Linked DNA regions of Mus musculus: region 2 is linked to region 1. Evidence: chromatin contacts called from public Hi-C data. All regions are on one chromosome and are shown on one strand. The core of a region is the stretch at or near the end of the contact, and the rest is flanking DNA. Distances in the headings are between cores, read along the strand shown. Region 1 has its middle 130 kb from the start of Gm25935. Region 2 has its middle 280 kb from the start of Gm25935.

Evidence for each region. A called contact is a pair of places that touch in the nucleus more often than the background predicts.
Region 2: a contact with region 1 is called in a Hi-C map of pancreatic cancer cells. The contact joins two enhancer-like sites. A contact is called at or near these places in 3 of 484 Hi-C or Micro-C datasets (embryonic fibroblasts, pancreatic cancer cells and uterus) and 1 of 9 other capture datasets (embryonic stem cells).

What each region holds. Positions count from the first base shown.
Region 1 is chr17:93,376,697-93,383,668 of GRCm38.p6, forward strand. No RefSeq gene overlaps it. Among named protein-coding and RNA genes, the nearest start is that of Gm25935, 130 kb to the left of the region's middle. Within about 2 kb of position 3,530, at least 31 of the 459 cell types and tissues checked have an H3K27ac peak or open chromatin away from gene starts, as enhancers often do. A contact at or near this core is called in pancreatic cancer cells, where this site is marked.
Region 2 is chr17:93,522,159-93,529,347 of GRCm38.p6, forward strand. No RefSeq gene overlaps it. Among named protein-coding and RNA genes, the nearest start is that of Gm25935, 280 kb to the left of the region's middle. Within about 2 kb of position 2,228, at least 7 of the 459 cell types and tissues checked have an H3K27ac peak or open chromatin away from gene starts, as enhancers often do. A contact at or near this core is called in pancreatic cancer cells, where this site is marked.

The DNA of each region.
Region 1 (6,972 bases), core at 2,280-4,779:
TATAAAAGTAAAATAAATAAATAAGTTGAAAAATATTTGGCTTATGCTGAAAGATGGTAGACTATTCTTTACCCACAAATGTCATAAAATCTTTCAGTTTTCTGACTGATTCCAATTTCTGAACAGAGTTAATGGTAGAATTGATTTAACAAATACCATGAACAAAAATATTTTAAAAATGAATAAAAACCATAAATTTTTTTCTATTCTTTCTCAGTAGAAATCAAGAAAGAACACCAAGCTTCTCATGGGTGAAATATTTAGGTTTTTATTTGTAATGTTTTGAACTTTGAGTAGCTGGTTTATCCATAAATAAATCAAGGAGATTATTTGTTGCTGTTGTCATATTTTTATAACAATGGTAAGCCTTACCTGAAAGATATCTGTAAACATAAGTTCTCTATGAAGCTGTGTAGCATAGTAAGAAGAGCATTCTACTCATAGCTACAGGGGTTGGCCTATAGTTCTGACTGTAGTTTTGAAATAATCATCCAATTTTGTTTGGCGCTTTCATTCTTATTTGTAAACAAATGTTTTTCTAGACATACCTTCAGAGAGAAATTCTTTAATTACATCTCAGGTGAAATGGAAAGTGTTGTTGGGAGACACCACCCTTCCTCCTCTGACGTCCTTCAGGAAAACACAAACAACACAGAGAAGACACAGGCTTCTGACACAGGGCTGACATCCAACTGACAACATTTAGAAGAATGCCTGATGTCTTTGAAATTTGAAGTAAATGTCATTCTCTTGAGTTACTCAAGCTCTGTAGACCCTATAGTAAGAATTTCAAATATACCACAGCATATTATATCTACTGACACTAATTTTATACCTTTATAATTTAGCTAACAAGAGGCATGCTAATTATTTACTGCTGGTACATAGCTTTTGTTAATATGTTAATTACTTAGTGCTGAGGAGCTGTGCTCATTAGGGTAAACTCATCTGTGACAAAATACCCAGCTTTGTAATCAGAATAAATGTTAGTGAGAATGACCCTGGGATAACTACCACAGTAAAAAAGAAAACAGCAAATAATTTAAGACTGTAAATGCCTGGCTAACAAGAGGACAATTAGCTAAGTAAATTTAAATGTACTTATGCATTTGCTTGCATGGGTTTCAGGCTAGTACATCATTTGTTTGAAACTAGCCTGGTGTTTTCTAATTTCAGATGGAGGTTAGGCTGTTACCATGTCACAGTGTATAATTATTGGGCAGCCACAGCAATTTTTAAAGAAAATTTCACACTGTTTGAGACTAGTGTCATACATTGCTAGTTTGAATTAGTTTGTGAAAGTTATTTATATATTAGACACTTTAAATTAGAGAGTGATAACAGTTTATTAATAAACCAAAACTGAAAATGTACATTTATAAAAGTGACAGGCACAAATAGGTATGTCAAACTAAGATGAAATATTTAGGTTTTATTTCATTGTGTGTGTGTGTGTGTGTGTGTGTGTGTGTGTGTGTGTGTGAATTAATTTCCCCACTTGTTTGTCCATTGGAGTTTGAAACTTAGCATTTAAAACTCACTGGAAAAGCAAATAACATTAGCTTTAGACTCCCCCAAAAATTTTCCAGGTAATTCTTGTTCCCTTTACCCTAAGCCATTCCCACCAATGTCTCCCATGTTTTCTCCTGGTTCACTTGGTGAATGCATCTCATATAGCCTCTTACACATAGCTTGTGGCTGTGGGTTTTGTGAATGTCAGGGTAACTTCTATAAGCTGCCTCTTCTCCCATGTCCAGGTCCTAACCAATGTAAGAAAGAATAAATAACAAGAATAAATCCAATACACTTCTGTCAAGTGATCTTATTTGTAGGTTCGCTTTCCCGGTGAGAACTTTTGACAATACGTGGTAGGATTATTTATCAAGAACACATGCATCAAATGAAGCTATGGAAGATTGTGACAATGCAGATAGGAGTTAGGGCTTAGACAAGAAACACAACAAGCAAGATCATAAAAAATAATAACACTATGTTTAATATGTTTAATAAAGGTATGTTTATACACACAGAGAAGCAATTGAGATCGCAATTTGGCTGAAAGTCATGATCCATGCAATTCCAGTATTTGGAAGGTAGAGGTAGGAGGACAAGAATTTCAAGGTCATATTTGGTTACATAGTGAGTTTGAGGCTAGCTGTGGTGTGTGCATATGCGTGCATGTTGTATCTACCACTTTGAGAGGGTAGAAGGGAGGAGGAGAGGAAGAGAGAGAGACAGAGAGAAAGAGAGAGGAGTACACTTTGCTTGTTAATTCAAAGCATATGCTACACTGATGTTCTCTCAAATGCCCACAGTATCCAGTGTGTTGCTTTAAATACAGATGAGCTTCAGGTATCTATAAATTGGAGTTGGGTATGGTGGTGAGGGACAATTTAGAGCCCAGAATAGCTTAAGTGTGATTTTCAGAACAAAACTGTGTTTTACTTCAGGCAAGCCCCCAAGTTTCCTTAAGCATCTGATACTGTTTTTAAAAAAGTAGATAATTCTTATTTTGAGGGTTGTTATAGAAATTAGAGGTGATATCTAACAAATGGCAGATCCTCTGCTTATGAAGTAACCTATCAATTTAGCCAGTTGTTTGTTGTGTTAAACTTGTTTATAATAGAAGTTAACTTTGTGATTTTCATCCATGGTTAATTTAAAAAAAAAAAAGATTCTACTGAGGTGAGGGGAAGAACTTGCCACACGAGTGTGAAGACTTGAATTTGGATCCTCAGAACCCATGTAAAACTGAACATGACACAAATCTGTAACCCTAGCATCCTAATAGCCAAATAAATAGAGGGAGTCAAAACCTTGAAAATCTGTAGTCCAGATAACTTGGCATTAAACAGTGAACAGCAAGAGAGCCCATCTCAAGATATAAGGGGAGGATCAATACCTATAGTTGTCCTTTAATCCTCACACTGGTGACTTGGCATGTGCCTGTCTGTTTCTGTCCTCACACCCAGACATTACAAAATTTTTTAAATCACCAATTTAAGTTAAAACTGTTCTAGAGCTTGTTTTTTTTTTCAGTTTAAGTTAGAGTACACATTAGTTTTTGATAGTATTTTAACTGCTATTAAAGCAGGTGAAGCGATGGATATGTTAATTAGCTAGATGAAATCATTCCATATGTGTGCATATTAGAAAGATATCACATTAACTCATAAATATAAATAGAATCCCCTTGTCAACTAAAACATTAAAAATATCCAATAGTTTTTTGGTTTTTTTTTTTTTCCTGACATCTTGCTGAGCCATACTCATGCCTTATTGCCTTTCCCAACCACGTGACTGCATGGGTATGTAACTGGGGATTGACATGGCTGTTGAATTTTACCAGCCTGTTTTCTGAGTTTCCTTTTTCACCTTTGTGTTATTATGTTTAAAATGAACTTCTCTCTCCTAGGGAAAACACATTTTCCTTGGTGAGATGAATCACCGTTGACTGATTCATCTTCTCAGGGCGGAAGCTTGGTCTAATGGTTCAAGCTGTGCTCCATGAGTCAGTTTTTCTGGCTGAATTCCCTGTTTTGGGTCATAGATAAACCCCTTGTCCAATGGAGATGGTGCCTCTCTGTGTGCATGGCACAGGGGAACTGTCTGATGAAAACATCCTAGGGAGAGCAAGGAATGGGTTGATGGGAAACAGGAAGAATGAGTTCCCAGTTTGAAGCAGTGTATTGGCATTTACCTTCTCCCTAGACCACTCCTGACTTCAGGGACTGAATGGTAAATCGTAAGTGGTTCTGTATTGGGACTCCAGTTTCAGGCCAGAGGAGATAATTATTTGTATAGCTCCTCTCCAATAGATACTCAGAACGGACTGCAAAGAAAATGAGGATTGATTGTTAATTAGGAGACAGGAGGACTGGGAGACCTTTTTATTATTCTGCTGTTTCTCTCAAAATGCTGCATTGAAGGGAAGATTTTCTCAGAATGGCTTTACTCCCTGACAGAAGGGGCACACCAGGCATATTGCTAGTACTTTAAACAATATATCCAATCGTTGCTGTCACTCAGCAATCATGTTTATCACAGAGTCATTCATTTCCCCAGCTTGCCCTCACCAAGGTGGAACAAAACAAAACAGACATAATGTTAGTACTTTATGGGTCTCAGTAAGTTTTCAGTTCAGGCTGAATATTTCCATTTAGCTTACAGAATTAGGGGCTCTCTAAAGCAAGCTGGTGTGGTGTCATGCTATCATGTAACTATTTACAAAGGACCTAGAAAAATGTAGACAGGCCAGTTTCCTAAAGATCCGTTGAGAAAATTGTAAATTAATCATTAGGATAAGCTGGCTGTCATTGGCCCAAGTGTTGTCTTCTAAGTATCAGGATGGCACATGTTATTAATGTAACCATCCTGGCAAACAAGGAAGGGTCCTTGTCTATCTCAACTTGGACCCATGTGTGTTAAAGAGAGTTCTGTTTCCTCCCATCTGTCCTGGTATTTGCCCAATCTGTGATGTCTGTGGGGACATTTAGTCAGTTTGGAATTCTTGCTATGCTTTAGTATGGAGAGACTAAGACCACAATTTAAATATCAGTTTGGAAAAAGTAAGATAAGGAAAGAAGGAAGCAAGTTGTATGTCATCGGGCAGATTGTTGAAGTCTGCCAATCGGAATCCATTCCTGTGAGGAGCACGATTCTACTGCAGAGCACCTCAGATTTATCATTATAGAGGACCAAGGCCCTGAGGGGTTTGCTCTCACTTGGCAACCATGTTCACCACAGAGTCATTCCCCAGCTTGTCCTCACCAAGGGGGAGCCAAACAAAAGCAAACAAAAGAACTCACTCACTCTCAGGAGAGAAGATGCTGATGTTTCTAGTGCCCAGCTTTCAACCTGTGGGGTTGGGTGCAAAGGGATAAGGACAAGCATTGATGTTAGTTAGCCATGTACTCTTTATTTTGCATTTGTTTCCTCCTTATTGGGAGTATGTGCCAGGATTCTGGTACCCCATCTATTTTTCTTTTATTTTTTTTTTTTCATACAAAACACTGTCACATTAGCTCCTATGCTATCTCTCTTTTAAAATCTGAATTACAAAACTTACCCTTTAACCATTTTTTTGCTGCATAGAATTGTGGCATTAGGTGCTGTCATATTGCTGTGCCAGCCAGTGTTACCAAAAATCTGTCTTCAGAAGTCTTTGTCTTCCCCAAATGGAATTCTATATTCATCAAATGATAACTCTTTATCCTACTTTCTCTGAAGCACCATTTGCTTTCTGACTATAAAAACTTGATTAGGTATGTTGTACAAGTAAAATCATATATCATTTTTCCTTTTACTTATGGGCTTGTTTTGCTTAGCATAATGCCTTCAAAATTTATTTACATTTTAGCATGTATTTAGAACATTATTCTTTTTGAAGGCTGAACATTGTTCTATTGTTGTGCATAGCATGTTTTGCTTCTCCCTTCGTATATAAATGGACTTTTGTGTTGCTTCTGCTTTTTGGTTAGTGTAATACTGCTGATATGGGCGTTGATGTTCTAAGAGCAAATGTGAGCTTTCATTTCACTTGGGTGCATTCCTAGGACTGGTATAACTCTTGTAAATGTGTATTCAGAATTGTTGGACAGTATGGGTCTATTTGAGGAATCCTTATACTGCTTCTCATATACTTGCATCAAAAATGCACCAGACTGTTAATTTTCCTACATTTCCACCAATATTTCTTATTTTTCACCTTTTCTTTACTAACAGACATTCAAATTAGTTTGATGTTCTGCCTATTGTAACTTACTTTACCTTTAATTTATTTTTTTTTCTTTGAACACTTTTGGTGTGCACTGAAGTACATACAATTTAAAGTTTTTATATATAGTTTATTTGTTCTAAAATGTACCTTTAGAATAAAATTTATTTTTTGTGTGTTATAATTTGGTGAGTTATCATTATAAACAATCTGGAAAGTATTAAGATGTGTAAAGCAGATAAAAGTCATATAGGGACTGATGAACTGATGAATTAAATATATTCAATGAGAAGGTAATTTATTTAATAATTTATAAACAACTTGAATAAATTATATGATGGTGATTTCCATTAACTCCAAAATCAGACAATCAGTGGTTCAGTCCTGATTCAATTTATTCTTTCTCATGGTGGGGAAATTACAGGATCGCTCCAGATCCCAACTGACAGGATTTTAGGGGTAACAGAGTTATGATAAACTCCAAATCATGTATTGGTGGACAAAAAGAGATCTCAGGCTTTGTTCTACATTCTAATGAGCAAGGAATGCTTACAAAGGAACCATTGTAATAAAGGTATAATTGCAAAATAATGAAAGTTCTCAAAAGAAATAACAGCATAGCTCTAGGTAGTTTATAGGAAAGGCATCAGAAGAGTGATGGTTGGAAAGATGTGGTCAATCAAGTGTAGGCTAAGGATTGTTGTGGGGTGTATTATAGAAGGAACACATGGTTGTTTTATCTTGGAAGAAAGAAGGAAGCCCAGTGGGAATATTCAGGAAGTATTGCTATCAATCTGGGGTGTGTGTGTGTGTGTGTGTGTGTGTGTGTGTGTGTGTGTGTGTGTGTGAGGAAATGGTTTATAGAGGAAGATACTAAGCTAATATTGGAGGGATGAGGGTTGTCTGGATAGCAATTTGAGGAAGCAGCCTATATGTTGCCCAAGACCCTCTGCATACAATCTCTCATGTACATAGCTCGATTGAGATGTCATTATAAGCAAGTGAGAGATGATCAAATATATATTAGTTGTGAAAATTTTATCCTGTTATTTCTGGGCAAATTCTGAGAGACTCCTGGAGAAAAATAACTAGGTATTCATCTGCAGTAAGTGTGAAGGACAGAAGTGAGACCAGAGGAAGCCGGAGAAGGTCTGGCAATGATTTTGATAGTCGTGTCAGAAATCCATGAGAATCTGAATTAGAGCTGTGATTTCTTGGGAAGAGAAGGATGAGTTAAAAAATAAAGGTTTGGTATG
Region 2 (7,189 bases), core at 978-3,477, 140 kb after region 1:
GGCTTCTTAGCATTGTTTTGATTTGCATTTCCCTGATGATTATGGATGTTGAACACTTTTTTAACTGTTTGTCAGCCATTTGATATTCCTCAGTTGTGAGTTCTTTGTTTAGCTCTGCACCCCAATTTTTAATAGGGTTATTTTTTTCTCTGGAGTCTAACTTCTTGTGTTCTTTTTTATATATTGGATATTAGCCCTTTATCAGATTTAGGATTCTTTTCCCAATCAGTTGGTTGCCTTTTTGTTTTATTGACAGTGTTCTTTGGAAGGCTTTAATTTTTTTATTTTTTATTTTTACTTTTATTATTATTATTATTATTATTATTATTGTTTTTGTTTGTTTTTTGAGACAGGGTTTCTCTGTATAGCCCTGGCTGTCCTGGAACTCACTTTGTAGACCAGGCTGGCCTCGAACTCAGAAATCTGCCTGTCTCTGCCTTCTGAGTGCTGGGATTAAAGTTATGAGCCACCACTCCCAGCTCAGAAGGCTTTAATTTTTACTTTCAAAATTCCTTTATACTCTTAAAATATTTTTGTGAATCCTATTGCACATTTGTTTGTGTGACATGTCTCTTGAGATTTCCTATTATAAATTAGAAATCAGTAAGTTAGAATAAACCTATTACACATTATTTAGTATTTATTTATTACAGAAACAATGTGTTTTTAGTGAAATATAACTATTTCTCAAACAAAGAAACAAGAACTGCATCTGAGTGCTTTTACATCAATTCCTGAGCAGGTACAGTTGGGTTATTATCTTCCCACCTGTATTTAATGTGTTATAAGCACATGTGTCACACAGATGCCAGAAAACTGTGAACAAAGGAAGGAATGAGTATTATTACAAAAGTAACTATGAGAAGGTCATTCACACCCATTTGGGGCCTCACACATTGACAATGACTGTTTTCAGGAACAGTAAAAAAAAAAAAGCCAATGAAACATGATCATTGGCTATCTTTGTTGCATATGCTATTGCAAAGGTAAACAGAATATACCAGCTGCTTGCTTAATTTAAAAATTTATTGACTAATAATTTGTTTCCTTCCAACTTTAGTTTTTTCCTAACTATTGTATTTCTTAAATATATAGAATTGGTGAAAATAGAGGGAATAACCGATAAATAATTAACTTCTAACCCTGATTGTTTAACCCTGAAACCTGAGTTCCAAACAAGTGATGTGATTCTTAGAACTTGCTACAGGTGTCAAACCGTAAGTAAAAAAATCACTAGGTTGAGTTGTTTAAGAGAAAAAATTTAAAAAGTTTTGATAATTCTATAAAATCAGAATACTTCAGCCATAAATTAGCATCCAGAATAAATCAAACATTCATTCTGAGGTCACCCTTTTGTTAGGTCATCTTACTGCTGAGATGTGGAATTTGGAAGGAGTGAGGAAGGAGGGTACTAGATTTTATTTGCTATTTCAAATTCCTTGAAAGACTGTTGACACTGTGGAATGAGTCATGCTTCAAGAACATAAATGGCAAAAAGGAAATAAAGGGGGAGGACTAGGAAGCCAATGAAGAGTTCATAACCTTCTGAATTCATTTTATTTGCCAATTATGTTATAAATAACCCTTTGACAAATACCCACTGGGTATCACTCAGGGATGCTGTAAATAGTTATATCCTGCATGCTTTAGTTACTATCTAAGAAACTGTATAGATCCCAACACATATTTAAAAGAAACACAAAGCCAGTGTATCACTATTCAATATTTAAAACAATTGATTGATTGATTTTTTCCCCTTCAACCCTGCACACATTTCAGAAGTCTGTCTGTAAGTAGGGACAAATATGGCCTACTCTTTCAAATGAGTAGATATCTTTCATAGTAATAGGATCAGTTAGTTTGATGCAAATTTAAAAGTTCTGAGTAGGAACACATTACCAAAAAAAAAAAAAAAAAAAAAAAAAAAAAGATGCCTTTAATACCCTTTCCCTTTCTCCATAGCTTTTAAGACAAACCTTTTTTTCCCTCACTTTTGAGAAAGAAAATGAATGGTCAGTTCTGCTGAATCCTGTTCAGTTTAAGCTTCTGTCAAGTTATAAGAAAGTAACATATGTTCTTACATAGTCACTGTCACCAAATTTACATGCTTTCCTTAGAGCTAGAAGTTGTATATGAATGAAACACTTAATAAAGCCGTGTAACTCTTTCTAGAACACCCATTCTTTGAATACTTAAGCACTTAACTACAGTGAGTCTCAACTTGGATGTACATTAACCTTATCAAGAAAGATTTCAAACAAAATGACTAAGCAAGGTTTGGCTGCATTCAGATGAATTAAGATCAGCAGTTAGTTTTGTTTAAAATCAAGCAAGTCTAAGGTGCTAAATACTGCTCTGTGTAAAGGCGCTTGTAATCATCAAGGAAACCCGCTCAGATGAGGGAAACCTATTGCTTCCTAGGACAGTGGGCAGGTGTTAAGCATTGTTAATGCACTGGTAAAATCTATTAATATCACTACCACTGTTAACCGTAAGCTCTTTAAGTTCTTTTTGTAACCACTCCTGCTGTTCTTCTTCCTGTAACTACTGAGGAATAAGATTCTGATTCCTAAATAGAAACAGTTGGACACTCTTTTCCTGCCTTGGCTGCTTCAAACAAAGGACTGCCAATCTAGTAGTTCAGTACCATGAACCGGGCCATCTTTCGAGACTACTTAATAATGGCTAGCTGGTTTGGCTTATTTCCTGAAGATGTAACCTCACCCAGGGCTGTTTGAAACAGTCTGTATCAGAATTTTTGCTGCCATGAGCCTGATGAATCTAGATGACTCCATAACCATCTCTACCTAGGTCAAAGCAGCCCTTCAGAAGGAGTGTGATACTTGGTGAAAATGCAGATTATCACTTGAATGTGATGTATACTGCAATTGATACTAACAGCCCTTCTCTGGCTATGTAAGTAGGCTGTTCAGAATCTCTTAATGAATTGGTGGAGTTACAATTCTCTCTATAATTCTCTATCATTATAGAGAATTACAAGTTCTTTACCTTTTGAATGTTTTAATATTTGGGCCATGTACTGGCTAGTTTTGTGTCAACTCGACACAGAGTGGAGTTATCACAGAGAAAGGAGCTTCAGTTGGGAAAATGCCTCCATGAGATCCAGCTATAAGGCATTTTCTCAATTAGTGACCAAGTGGAGAGGTCCCCTTGTGGGTGGTACCATCTCTGGGCTGGTAGTTTTGGTTCTATAAAAGAGCAGGCTGAGCAAGCCAGGGGAAACAAACCAGTAAAGAATATCCCTCCATGGCCTCTGCATCAGCTCCTTCTTTTTGACCTGCTTTAGTTCCAGTCCCGATTTCCTTTAGTGATGAACAGCAATGTGGAAATGTAAGCTGAATAAACCCTTTCCTCCCCAACTTGCTTCTTGGTCATGATGTTTGTGCAGGAATAGAAACCTTGACTAAGACAGGCCAATAAAGGCTTTTATCAAGTGGTTTTTGTTGTTGTTGTTGTTGTTGTTGTTTTGGTTTTTCTTTCCTACTTTCATTAGTGCCAGCTGAGCTGGTAACATGAATAAAGATGGTAGATTAACCATGATGACAGGCAGTAAGACAAGAAGCAGTAGCTGAGCAGTAGCCTGGGCAGTAGGTAGGCCAAAGTGTGAATGCTGAAAGGCAACTGGCCATGAGACAGCTGAAGAAACAATGTAGCTGAGCACTGAGAATAGCCAGAGCAGGAAGACAGGTAATGTAACTACAAATATAGCAACAGAGGGTAGAGAACTCAGCCTGAACAAGGATAAATGCTGGAAAAGAAGAATAAATGGTTGGAAGAAGAAAGCTCCAGGCTTTGGTCACTGTAAGAGTTACAGAGAACTGGCAAGAGTTTATGGCCAAGAAACCCAGGCAATTAATGTTAATTGCCAAACAATTAACATTGGCTCTTGTCAAGGGCTGAGGGATTATAATATCTAAGCCTGCCTGGAAGCTTCAATAGCAGCTGCAGCCCAGGGAATGTTGGCTTCCTAAGCCTGGAACGTATAGAGCCAGAGGTCTTGATGGTTAAATCCTACAGGAGAGCAGATCTCTCTAGAGCAGCACCTAGTATGGCTGTTTCCACCTGATTTTTGCTGCTCCTCACTTTTGTCCAATGCAGAATGATAGAAAAAGCTGCCAGATTTCCACCTTTGAAAAGCTTCTGGACTTCTCAAGATTTCTCTCCAGGAAGAGTAAAAGCACTCCAGCTAGTTGATGGGTCACATGAGTTATAGAGCCTCTGATTTGTCATTTCCTGATTCTGACTCATGACTCCTCTTAGTGACTCACATTTATCCATGAATGAGTCTGACCTAAAAACCTGGATGAAAATGTCTTTGGTAGATGGAATCTGTGGGAGGTAGGAGTCGTGGAGCTGCCAGAAACTGCATTGCTGCTAAAATAAAAGGACAGGGAAACACAACCACATTTATAGAAAAGCAGAGATGGAAACTGATGGTCTTGGATTTATACTCTCCTTTAGGTTCAGGTATGTTTCTGAATCTAAGATGGTTTACATTATTTGGTAGTGTCAAAGAGTGTCCCACTACAAACCCCAGTGTTTAAATAATACTAGAGTATTTCTTGGTGAATACTCATGTCTACTATGGGTCAGAGGAGGGCTTTGCTCATCGTAGTACCGAGTATATAGAGGACAACCTTCTTAAATGTTGCTTACAGTGATGGCTAGGAAGTACACATGCTCTGAAGAGTCACTAGTCAACAATTAAGTGCTCAATCCCAGAAATACCATGTCTCACTTCCATTCACAAATCACTCAGGAATAATATTGACCTACCACAAGGGGTCTGTAAAGTTCATAGGAGACTTGGGGAGAATTAGAAGACAACTATCTAACATCACAAAAGCCTATTACATTAACCTACCCACATATTCTTTCACATTTCATGAAAAGTTTGATTATCCTTTCAATAATTTCCTATTTTAATTTTAACTTATTATACTAACTTTTACTTTCATAATATAACAAACATAAACAAAGTAAATAATACTGAAAGGCTTTTAAGAGAAATAACCCACCCTGTTTGCGATTCATTTACCTGATCCCAGGAGGTTAATTCTTAAATGCTTCTTCCTTCTGATTTCTCAATCACTGTTGCTATAGGTACTTATGTTGTGCCAAAAATATGTTTTCTTCTTTTAGTGGAAAATATCCTCAGGGTCCAAGATTTTCTTCTAGTATAAATATATCTGGTAATAAACATCACATTTTGGTGGCTGTTTTCTCCCCCACTTTTATTATATTTATTCATTCCTTTAAAAATAGTCTTTGGGTCTGAGGGCATAGCTCATGGTGTCTATATAGCATATTATAGGGCCTGGATTCAGTCTTTAGCACCAATAAAATTATTTGATAAGGTTTCAAGATGGAATATAAATATGTAACCTAAGCTTATATCCTCCAACCCTGATTCTTCCTAAATTCTAGTTAATTGAGTTTTACTTAATTGAAATAATTTCTTCTGGCAAATGTGGGGAAATTGAAGCTTCTGTTTCTTCAAACTACAGCTGTAAAATTGGAATGCTACAGAGAGTACATTGTAATACATTATTATATGCAATAACATTTACTTCAAAGTGAATACTACAGACAAAAATCTTCCCAGAAACTGATGTACCAGGTTTTGTTTTGTTTTGTTTTTGTTTTTGTTTTTGTTTTGTATCAGGAAAATTAACTTTGAATTTACAGGCAGAAAATGTGACTGAAGAAACTACAAAGGATTCTGAAATTTCATAATTTGTTTTTTAACATCTGTAGGATATTTTAGCATGTATCTCAAAAATTTCCATTCAAAATTAGCCTTGTGCTGGAACTCAGAGGGGAGAAATGACAACTTTAGTCATTGTTTTTTATGAAACTGACCTTTATTTATTTATTTATTTATTTATTTATTTATTTATTTATTTATTTTTGGCTTCAGAAATGTTTCTAACAATCATTCCTCAATTTTTCTCTGTTTTGTTTCCCATGTCTCTCTGGGCATCTCTCAGAGATTTCTCCCTGCCCACCTAAGATTAGACACTTCTTTGACTCTCTCCAGACACATGCAAATGACAATGGAGAGTTTGTCTTGAGAGCCATGTTAGCTCTACTGAGTCAAATTATTATTTGGGTTATCAGAGGTTTTTGTGGATAGATTAAGAGAAATTCTGTCTGTTTAATGTAGTCATTGTAACTCAGAAAAGACTTCTTGGATTAACTTTGTATTGTTGTGCCAATCCTCAGAGAAAAATGTACAGGCCTAGAGATTTCTTTCTTATTTTAAGTGAGTACTTATGCTGATATGGATGCACATTCTCATTCTAGGCAAGTGTCATATTTATAGGACACATGAGATACCTCTGATGTAAATATTTATTGTGTTTAAAGTTCTAGCTTAGCCACAGTTTTTAACATTCTGCAATGAATTACAGGCATCATTACAATTGGACTTAAATTATTCAAATATACTTAAAATAAAATATACTTAGATGATAGAATTTCTTCAATCATTAGACTTATCTACTTCTCCTTCTTTCCCCAACATCTTTGCTGGGTGCTGCCTATTTGGTCTTCATAGTAAGAGAGTTTAGGTACTATTTAAACATAGTAGAAGCGGACAGAGGGATCCTAATCTTCCGAGGGACATTTGGCAGGAGATGAACTCAGTTAATCATCTAATGCCCCAAACCTGTTAGGCACTGCTTTAGGAATGATAGTTTCATACCAGTTATTTGATGTACATGTGCTTAGATTACTTTTCTTCAGATAACTTTAACTATTGGGAACAAGTTTCTCAATATCTTGAGCATCAGTTGTCAGATTCTACCCCTGACTCCAAGTCAAACCAGCCTGAAGTAAGAAACTATCTGCCAAACATCCCTTTGGCAACAAGAGCCTACTTCTAAGGCTTTGGGTTATTTTAAATTCACTACTACCAGGCCAGTGAGGTTGCTTGGTGAGTAAAAGCACTTGCTACACTATCTTGATGATCTGAGTTTGATGACCTAAATCCATGGTGGAAGGCAAGAACTCATTTGTGAATCATGTGCTCAGATCTTCATGTTCTCTCTCTCTTCTCTTTCACATGCCTCAACATAAATAATAAAATAAAATTTAAAAAAAAATTTTTAAAAAGAATGGATTTTAGCATTATCACTTTGAAGCACACCCCACTCCAGCCATGAGG